2 separate regions of the Mus musculus genome follow, and region 2 is linked to region 1. A link is a contact called in public promoter capture Hi-C data. All regions are on one chromosome and are shown on one strand. The core of a region is the stretch at or near the end of the contact, and the rest is flanking DNA. Distances in the headings are between cores, read along the strand shown.

The links. Promoter capture Hi-C pulls out the DNA fragments that hold promoters and counts their contacts.
Region 2: a promoter capture Hi-C map of pre-B cells shows a contact between it and region 1. The contact joins the promoter of Cep20 here to the promoter of Nubp1 in region 1. A contact is called at or near these places in 2 of 39 promoter capture datasets (the C10 cell line and pre-B cells).

Annotation. Positions count from the first base shown.
Region 1 is chr16:10,408,729-10,413,895 of GRCm38.p6, reverse strand. Nubp1 (nucleotide binding protein 1) reads right to left here and starts at 1,958. Exons shown (of 11, transcript NM_011955.2): 1 at 1,901-1,958; 2 at 1,722-1,826; 3 at 152-285. The coding sequence starts at 1,919.
Region 2 is chr16:14,314,388-14,319,554 of GRCm38.p6, reverse strand. Cep20 (centrosomal protein 20) reads left to right here and starts at 2,223. Exons shown (of 5, transcript NM_025345.2): 1 at 2,223-2,261. The coding sequence starts at 2,234.

The DNA of each region.
Region 1 (5,167 bases), core at 709-3,208:
AATGCTCAGGGAGATGCCTCGCCTCAGCCAGGGGCTAGGCAGGGTCCAGACAGTCAGAGAGGCTGCTTTCCTGGTCTAAGAATCACCCTCTAAAGCCATCAGCAGCCCCTTTGACACACGGAGCAGCTCCCAGCTTAGCCCAGGCTCCCACCTGTGTATCTCCATCCTCCGCTAGGCCGTGGGCGAGGTGTGCACTGAACGTGCTTTTCCCAACGCCGCCTTTCCCAGACAGCACCAAGAGCTTGTGTCTCACCGTCTTCATCTTCTCTCTGATTTCCTCCACGGCTGCAGAGAAGTAGAGGAGGTGATGATGACCCCGCCTCAGTCCTACCCGTCCCTCTTCCAAAGTGCTCTTTAAGCTGTTTCTAAGGCTCTTTGTGAGATACCACTTCAGCAAACTAAAAATAAATGCTAGGAAGAAAATACGGTCACTACCAACCTGAAAAGATTGTCTTATTTATGCAGTAGCACATGCCCTCCGAGGAGAGAGTGGGGTGTTCAAAGCCCAGCTCCTCAACAGAACCCAGGAGGCATCTGCTAACATCTGCAGAAATTCTCTGGATGCCACAGGAGGGACTACTACTGGCATCTCGGATGATGGATGCTAAGTGTCTTAAGCACAGGTTAGGCCCAGTACAAGGGATGATCAACTCCAATGTCCCCAGGGCTGCAGATGGGAAACTCACAGGCTCTCAGAAGCAACCATCCCAGCAACGTACTGGGTTTCCAATGTCACGTCTTGTTTCAAATCTTTACAGACTACACTGTGGGGAGACTGGTCTTCACCATGAGGGCATTCTTGCTCAAGATCAGTTTTCAGGAGACTCAACAACCAAACCCAGCCTCTCTCTGAAAAGCCTTCCTTCCAGCTAGGCTTTCAGTCCTCCTCGCCCTGGAGATGGCCCCTCACAGTGCTGATCCCTGGTGAGTTTAACGTGCCTGCTCCTGCTTCCTCCCCACTTTGCTCTCAGTCCCCCATCTGTCTCTCCACTGAGATAATGAACATTCATGTCTGCTGAAAGATAGACTCCTTAACAGGAGGGTCCTTCTCTCTGCCACAGAGAGAGCAGAGCCTCTGTGACCTGTGATGGACATGTGCCAGGACTCAGGCCTGAAAGATCTCAGTATTTTTCCATTCTCCTCTCTGTGCTTGGCCTTGTGGATACTGAGGTAGCGGTTATTACTTAAGCCCTGTACCTGCCCGACATCACTTTTATCTATTCTATCCTTCTTTGAGGTCCTATTTACTGATTTTTTTTTTTTTTTTAATAAAGACAGGGTCTCATCTAAGCCCGGGGTTAGCCTCTTAAATGCTGAGATTACAAACATGTGCCAACACACTCGACCTAATGTTCGTTCGTTCATTCATTCATTCATTCACTGATTCATTCATTCACTCATACAGGGTCTCATCCTGTAGTCCAGGCTGGCTTTTAACTTGTAGCCATCCTCCTGCTTCTGCCCCTCAAGTTCCGGGGGAACAAGCCTGTGCCGCCAAGCTTATTTTAATGCCCCCTTCGGTTCCCTGTCTACCGCAGATCAGACTAAACCTCCATTTCCATCACTGTTTTTCCGCTATTTGATTTTTAAAACCTCCCTCTCGCTCAAGCTCCGCCTTCTACGCCCTCCCCCCAACCAATTAGAATACTGCCCACTAGCCGCTGCCATTCACCCTCAAGTCCCGCCCCTTCCACTTCCTGATCTGCCCGCCGCTTCCTCACCGGGATCCGGAGCAGCGCCGGCTCCGGATGCGCACAGCCTCTGGTTGGGGCATCCCTGGCACGAGGCTCCTCGGCCGGCCTGGGCGCTGTCGGCCCCGGGGCAGCCTGCGGGAAGACGAAGGCACAGTCAGAGTGGTTCGGTCCCAGCGGGACCACCCACACGTCCTGCGATAGCTCACCGTGGGGCGCCTCCTCCATGCTGCCGCTCTTGCCCGGGCTGCGCTCGCCGGAACCTCAGGGGCGTGTTTCCGCCTCGCAGGTCCAATCTGACCCCCCGGCCGCGGGAACTGTCTCGCCAGACCAGGACTGCGCACGCGCAAAACCGTGTGTGCAGTGGGTGGGATTCCTATGCCTCTTCCCGCTAAAACAGGGCGAGACTCAGAAATATATGATACCTGAGCAAATGAAGTGGCTCTAACGATTAAAGATTCTGTTGAGCCAGCCTGTATCCAAATCCCAGAACTCATAGGGAAAGCGAGGATGGACTCTTACACATAATGCAGGTTTTTGATTCTGTTTTTGTTTTTGTTGTTGTTTTGTTTTTTTAAGTATGGTTTTTGTCGCCAACGAACGTTATTCTCCGTGGCCTCAGTGTTGATGCAGTACTACTAATAAAAGTACAATCAATGTCAATATTTACTCAGTTTCAAATAATCTGCCCTACCCTAGATTCTGTTACAGGCTGGGATTGTGGCTCAATTGGTAGAGTGCTTGATCTATCATGCATGAGGTCCTATATTTAGTCCCCAGCACTGAAACAATACAGATCCAACAAAACACTTTGTCCGTCCCTCTCTATTTCTTCTCTGTTCTCCTCTCCTCTCTTCTGCTCAAGCTGATCTTGAATTAATGATTTTCTTGCCATGTTTGGCTAAGAGGGGAGACTTTATAAAGGGGTGTAGCTCAGTGGTAGAGTACCTGTCCAGCAAGTGAAAAGCCATAAATTCAATCGCCAGCAGTGTAAGTTCTCATTTGATCCTCCTGCCTCCGTCTTTCAGTTGCTGGGATTACAATGTGCACCACCAGCATTCCTGGGCTGACACCCCCGCCCTCTTAAAATTGCTGTGCTATTTAGAAAAATACTTTGTTTTGTGTTTTGTTGCTTCCCCTCAGATCTGTTCAGTGAAACCTCTTCAAACCCACTCCTGTGCCCCCACTGGGAGCTTTCCCTAGCTTTCTCTCACTTCTGCAGGTCCCCACTGTCCTTGCTGCTACCATTTCTCCTGTATGTGTCTGTGAGTGTTTAGACAAATGGCCTGTCTGTGTCTGTGGAGCAGTGTTTAGACTCCATGAAGACATCCTGTCCATGGTCACAGCCATGGGAGCTTGGCTGCATGCAACTTTGGCACAAGATGGTGGTGGTTGTTACTGTTTTCATTGAACGATTCTAAATATTTTTCATTTATTTTTGAGATTATAATTACATCATTTCTCCCTTCATTTTCCTTCCCCCAAACCTTACCACCTCTCCTTGCTGTTTATCAAATTCATGGACTTTTTTTTTTTCATTGTTATTGTGACAGGGCCCCAGACCTTAGCACAACTGACTCCATGATGGAAGTGCCATTCAGGCTGTAACACTCAGCACATAGACAGCAGCACCTGCCAAAATGAAAACAAAGACCTAATCCACCAAAGTCCATGACTCTGGGAAAGTCTCTAACTGTACTAACCTCTCTTTTTTGCTTCTGTAGAGCTGATTCTGGCTATCTGTTCTTGTTACTGAAGTAGGTTAACCCAGAACATGGTTTTTGTGCCTAAAAGTTTATTCCAAGAAAGGCTCAGTGCTCCACTGGGATACTGAATAGCAAAATCTTCCCATTAGCTTAAACCCATGTCTGAACAGTCATCTCTGATGAATACCCCACAACATTATTACATATGCTACATATTACATTTAAAAACATACACACACACATACACACATACAATCTGTTCACTCTGTATAAAAGATACTTGTATATCTATTTTTAAAGGTGACCATTCCGTTGGTGTGCTCTTCCATGGGGAGGACTATTCTTCCAGTCTCAGCATTCCTGTAGAATGCTATAGTTCTTTGGGTGAGGTCGAGGCTGCCTCTGTCCACTTTGACATGTGTACTGGCATCGACCTTATTCAGCTCTTGTGTAGGCAATCATGTTGGTGAGACTGAGTGTAGACTCTGACATTAGTAGGAGGCATTGTGGGATAACAGACCTGAAAGGGTTTTGCAGTGAGTGCTGGTGAGTGGGGCCAAGAATTCTTGCAATGTTGCAAGAATCAAAATATACAACAGACCTCATGCAAAAGATTAATGGGGAGGGAGACATGAAAGGTCATATCTGAGCAGGGTTGGAGAGAGGAAGAGGAAAAGGGAGAGAGGAGAGAGAGAGAGAGAGAATGAGAGAGAGAGAGAGCAGATTGTGATCATGCCAGCTTTATAGGGGTATGGAACATAGACATGGAAAATATGCAACAGTGGTGGTGGTGGAAATGTTGTGTTGGTTTTCAGCGATGACGTCACGTTGGCCTTAGTGATGATGACTGAGGTGGGGTAGGGTTGGAGGAGCACATGGTTCAGGAACATGGGTGGTTCTTGATTGACTAACAAGCCATTCCTGCTCCAGGCCAGTCCCCAAACCTGGGCCTTGGGAATCCCCACACCCATGACTTCCATCTGCGCTGTACTCTTCACTAACTCACCGCACATGCTCCAAAAGTCCCTTAAAGCCCAGCCTTTTTGCCCATCCTGCTGCTATCTCGGTTCCCATTTGGAGGCGGCCACATTCTGTGTTTCTCCTCAATAAATCTCTGTGTGAGGTTTGTTGCATGGTGAGACTTTGCGGTGCTCCTTGGCTCCTGGTTGCTAAGATACCCTTGCATCAGACAACCCTTTCAGACTGAATCTCACAGCAAACTCCCTGACCCTTTGCCCTTACAATCCTTCCACCTCCTCTTCTGCAATGTTCCGTGAGCCATAGGTTGGGGAATGTTTTGTAGATGTATCTAGTGGACCAAGCTCCACAATTCTGAATTTTGACCGGTTTTGTAATGCTCTCCATCTATGGCAAAGAGTTTCCTTGATTAAGGATGAGAACTACATTATTTGTGAGTATAAGAACAAATGTTTACATTGTTGTCAAGGATTGTGATTTAGTAACATAGTTGTAGATTCTCATCCAAGATCCATGACTTCACTAGCACTGGACAGTTGATTAAGTTCCCAGTATCAGGCATGGTCTACCTTTTAAGTGAGTCTTAACTTCAGTTAGAGAGCTGCTGGTTAGTGCCAAGGCATGAGTTGGCACAGGTTTTAATGGAAGCACAGGTTCTGCCTGCCACTGCACTGATGTAAAACAAAACAAAACAACCATTTTAATCAATAGCCTATCTCTACCATCACCATCACTTTATTGACCATAGATTTGCTGGCAGATGTATGTATGCTTTTAGGTGAATTTCCTAAT
Region 2 (5,167 bases), core at 974-3,473, 3.9 Mb before region 1:
ACTCAGAAATCCGCCTGCCTCTGCCTCCCGAGTGCTGGGATTAAAGGCGTCTGACACCACGCCCGGCTATTTATTTATATAATGTATATGAGTACACTGTAGCTGTACAGATGGTTGTGAGCCAGCATGTGGTTGCTGGGAATTGAACTCAGGACCTCTGCTCACTCTGGCCCAAAGATTTATTTATTATTATATGTAAGAACACTGTAGCTGTCTTCAGACACTCCAGAAGAGGGTGTCAGATCTCATTATGGATGGTTATGAGCCACAATGTGGTTGCTGGGATTTGAACTCTGGATCTTCAGAAGAGCAGTCAGTGCTCTTAACCACTGAGCCATCTCGCCAGCCTGAAAGGTGGTCTTCTAAGCAGCCTCACCACAGCCTCCCCTCTCCTTGGGAAGCTCCATGGTAAGGGAATCCTACATGACTGACCCAAGCTCCAACTGACCCCAAGAGGGACCAGGCACAGAGAAGTCTTGTCTCTAAAAAGTTGATATAACCTTGGCATTATGAGTGGGCCAGTGTCATGTATATCTACTTGGAAACTTTCTTTTAATTTGTGCCTTTCCCCATTCTCGGCCCTACTCACTCCCAAGATAGAGGCGGAGCCCACTCTGACCCCAGAAGGTTAGGGAAGAAGTGAGGTTAAGAAGGTTAAGGGAAAGTTTGAGATGACGGCTCTGTATCTATTTTTGGTGAGCATGGTGAGAATACTAAGTCACATAATGCTTTGCCTCTGGAATTCCTCATCAGTATATCAATAGTGCTGTTCACCTGTAGAATTGGTTAATCCTTCTAATTTCCTGAGCTACTGACCAAGTATTCAGGCACCATGGTTTTACAAAATAGGAAAGCCTAACTGAGTAAGACCATTCTAAGGCTACAGAACAGGTTTCGAAGGTTACTCAGGTCTTCAAATTTATGCAGCAAGAACTTTATTCACTGAGCCATTCCTCTAAATGGATTTCAAACTTTAAAACTGCTACCCACTTTAAGAAATATCTCAGAAGCCTGATATGGTGATGTACTCCTGTCATTGCAGCACTTGGGAGGCTAAAGAAAGGAGGGCTAATTCAAAGCCACCCTGTGCACTTCAGAAAAAAAACAAAACAAAGCTAATCTTAGGAAGAACATACATCTATCTCCCTGAGGCAAATTTAAAAACAAAACCAAGTTGTGGCAGTATAGGGGCGTTCATCACTTTGAGAATGAGGCAAAAAGAGTGTTTGTTGTTAGTTCAATGTCAGCCTGAGCTACAGAGTGAATGCCCAGATAGCGTGGACTACAAGATGAGACAAAAACAAACAAACACCCAATGATTTCTTTTAAAGTCTATATTTTCTATTTCTTACAGTTTACTTCCTCGAAAATATGCTCACTAGCATCCACTCATAGACTTCCACTATTGGGCTGTCCAGAATTTTAAGGGTCCAGTGTCTTAGACTCCCTGGAGAGTCAACTGCCATTATACTGCCTCACATTTTGAATGTATTATTCCCATGTTTGTTCTTCTTAATCTTTTATCAGCTGTTTCCACAAACAACTCGAGGATTCCAAATGTACTCGGTGTTAACGGTAGTGTAGAGAGCAAGCTTTGAAGAGATGCTGGCCTGGGTTTAGGTTATCACCTGCTCCACCATTTGCCAGTGATCTTCCTTTAGACACTCAACTTCCTCCTCTGTATAACGGGCATCATTGACCTGAGGCGTGTAAAGACTTCCTAGTGTTCACTTTCGAGTGGGTGCCGTGTAAGATGATTTTTAAGGTGGCACTTCTCAGACTAACAGCATCCATCCACAGCATTCTGGAAGTTGACAGAAAAACCAACTCTTGGTCCGTGCCTCAGAAAGACCCAAGGGTGGGTCAGAGCAGTCTGTTCTAACCAGTCTTCCAGGTAATTCTGACGCTGGGTTGTGTCTGGGACTCGGACTGAGCACAAAGCCTGCCAAGGTGCGGGGAGGGGAGGTGAACAATCAGCACCTTGACCTGTAGGACTTGGGCGGCGACAAAAGGCAAAGCAGTTGGGTACAGATTTGGCTCTGGCTCCAAGCTTTTCTGCAGTGTAGCCCGCCTCACACGGTCGCTGATTGGTGGAGTCTCATGTGGCGGCTCGCCAATCACCGGAGCGCAGGCACAGACGCGGTCTAGCAGAGCCATACTCCTATTGGTTGGAGGCCGCGCCGAGAGCCGTGCGTACGCACTGGAGAGGCGTGGCACCAGCAGCCGTTGAAAAATGGCGACTGTTACGGAACTGAAAGCTGGTGAGTGCATTGAGGGGATGCTCGGTTGCGGGAAGCGTCGAACCTTCCGTATATGATAGGGATGGGACAGAAGGAGAGCGCGCGGGACATCGGCTCATCTTTTTCCAGGGTCGTTCTAGGGTGGCAGGGCCCACCAGGGGCGGCCTTTGCGCATGCGCTATGTTAGGGCCAGCCTTTGAGCTGGAGGAAGGGACTGGTATCTGTTGTCCCCTCAGGACCTCTGGGTATCTCTTAGAACCCTACTGAGCAGACAGCGCCCAAAGGCCTGCGTTCCGAGCTGACCACGACAACACCACAGCCACGATTTGGTGACAGACACACTTCCCAATGATTTGCACGGCTAGCCCATCCGGACGACAACGTATGGCTAGGTCCTCCTTGTCCTTTGGCAGAAACCTGAGACAGAGTTGTCCATCCTGGCGGCTCTTCAGGATTTTTCGGAAGAGGTTTTCCAAAATGGTTGGTTGTGTGCAGGGTGCATGCAGGTTCCATCCCCAGGACTACAAAACAAGGAGTAGACATCAATAACGCGTGTATACTGTTAACTCTGAATAGTAATTAGAGTTAACGTTTGAGTTGTAATTGGAGTTAAGGTTCAGTATGTGATTCTATCAGACCCTTAACAACTCATCCAACTTGATTCTGTGTAGCAACGCTATGTCCATTTCATACATGAGAGTTGGAATATTTCATCCACGATAATTTAGATAGAAATCGACTCGTGTGGAAACCCCATAAGGTGCACTGGCTTAATCATGCCATTCTGCTTCCCGTAGAATAAACCTAGTTCTGAGTGTCAAGGAATTCAGAGACTAAGCCAACGGTAATGGAAATCTGGAGAGAACCAAATGGAATAGTTTGGAGACTAAGATGTAGTAACTATTGACTGCATATGTATTGGGGACACTGCTGGTGAGCATTCCAAAAGCAGACATACCTCAGTCCCCAGGAGGGACTTCACATGAGTCAATGAGCTGTTCTGGGGATGGGAGTATACATAGTACATGTATATTGTATAAACTTTTCATAGGATTTCAAGATAAAGTCTATGGAAAAGAAGTTGGGTTAAGACCAATTCCTGAAGGCATTTTTATAATAATAGCATTGTAAGCATAAGACTACAAGTAGCAAAATGATAAAAGAGCCCAGAGGTTATCCCTACAAATTGAGGGGGACCTCCTTATATATGTTCTTCTGCGTTCTCTGGTTCTTGGTATGCTTTGTGTCTGAGAGAAAAGTAATAAAAACTTGTTCCTAATCAGTGATCTTACATTTTCTGGGCTTTTACTGGTCTAAAACCTCTTCCATTTCACCTAGCTCTTTCTCTGAGAAGTAGAGTTCATTACCTCGGAGAAGGCAGCTGAGGCATGGTTTAGGAATCTGCCACCAAGTATGAAGGACATGCTGCGTTTCCCAAATCCAGCTCATTACTTTGCGTTTTCTGCAAAGTTTGAGGCTGTACTGTGTGTACTTCAGAGTAACTGGGACAGGATGCTTGCCAGTAGAAAAGACTCTTTCCCTTAATTTCCAAAGATGGAACTAGAGAACGGGGATTGTGTTATGATCTTAAGATAAAGCTGTCCTTTTATGGACCTGTTTCAGAGTATAATTGGTTGACACCTGTAGAAAGGTTGAAGGAGTGCTTTAGAAATAAAAGAGAAGAAAAGTGAAAAGTCTAAGAGTGGCTATCCTCGATCACGTGGCCAAGGACTGTTGTTAGTTACTAAAGATCAGAAACTCTGCTTATATGTACCTAAATGTTTCCGAACTGCTCTATGGGTTTTAATTATTGTGGCATATTAATGCCTTTGCCATCGGCAGAGCAAAGTGCACTATTAACCTACAGTTTTCATCAATAATGTAAGGTACTATATTATAAATATTTAGTGGGTTCTTAACTGTATTCTAGGCATTATGTTGATTTTCTAAAATTGCTGTTTAGTCACAAAAGACTATTTGAGAAAGGAAGGTTCCATATTACTGTTAAGGGATGATGACAGCTCAACCCTAGCCCATTTTCTATACTCAGTCTGTATACTTATTTCAACTTTTGATGTTTGTCACAGTGTACCTTTTCAAGACATAAGGTTACATTTGACATGCATACTCCTGACTCCATAAGTTAGCAGTGGTATAGTCCCTTATTCGAGTATCATTACATTTCTTTTTTTTTTAAGATTTATTTTTGTGTTTCTCTCTCTCTTTCTCTCCCTCTCTCTCTCCCTCCCTCCCTCTCCCTCTCAGCCGTTGTGTTGCACGCGCGCCCGCGCATGTGCGTGTGTGTGTGTGTGTGTGTGTGTGTGTGTGTGTGTGTGTGTGTGCGCATGTGTACAAGAGGAGGCCAGAAGAGGGCCCGGAGTTCCCCTGGAGTTACAGATGGTTGTGAGCTGCCCACGTAGGTACCAGGAAGCAAACTGAGGTCCTCTGCAAGAACAATACACATTCCTTACTAAGTCATCTCTTCCGCCCCTTATGTTACATTTCTAACCAGGCTGGGCATTTCAAAATCCTACTGTTGGGCTAGTAATGTAGCTTGCTTGTCATGCGTGAGGTCCTGGGTTCAATCCCCAGCGACACAGGCATTGGGAGTGGTAATGAACACCTATAATCCCATCACAGCCTACTTGTGAGATAGAAGAAGGAGAATCAGAAGTTCAGGGTCATGTTCAGCCTAAGAAGTTATCCTTGGGATACAGCCTAGGTATGAAGCCCAAGCTGATCTGACTTCCCATCCTCCCAAGTACTAGGATTATAGGAATCTGCCACCGTTCAGCTAGGTAGAGTCAGGTGGGTCTCTCTGAGTTTGAGGCCAGCTTGGTATGCATAGTAAGTTCCAGGACAGCCACAGCTACATAGACTCTGTCTCAAAAAAACAAAACAAAACAAAACAACCCAAAACTATGGAT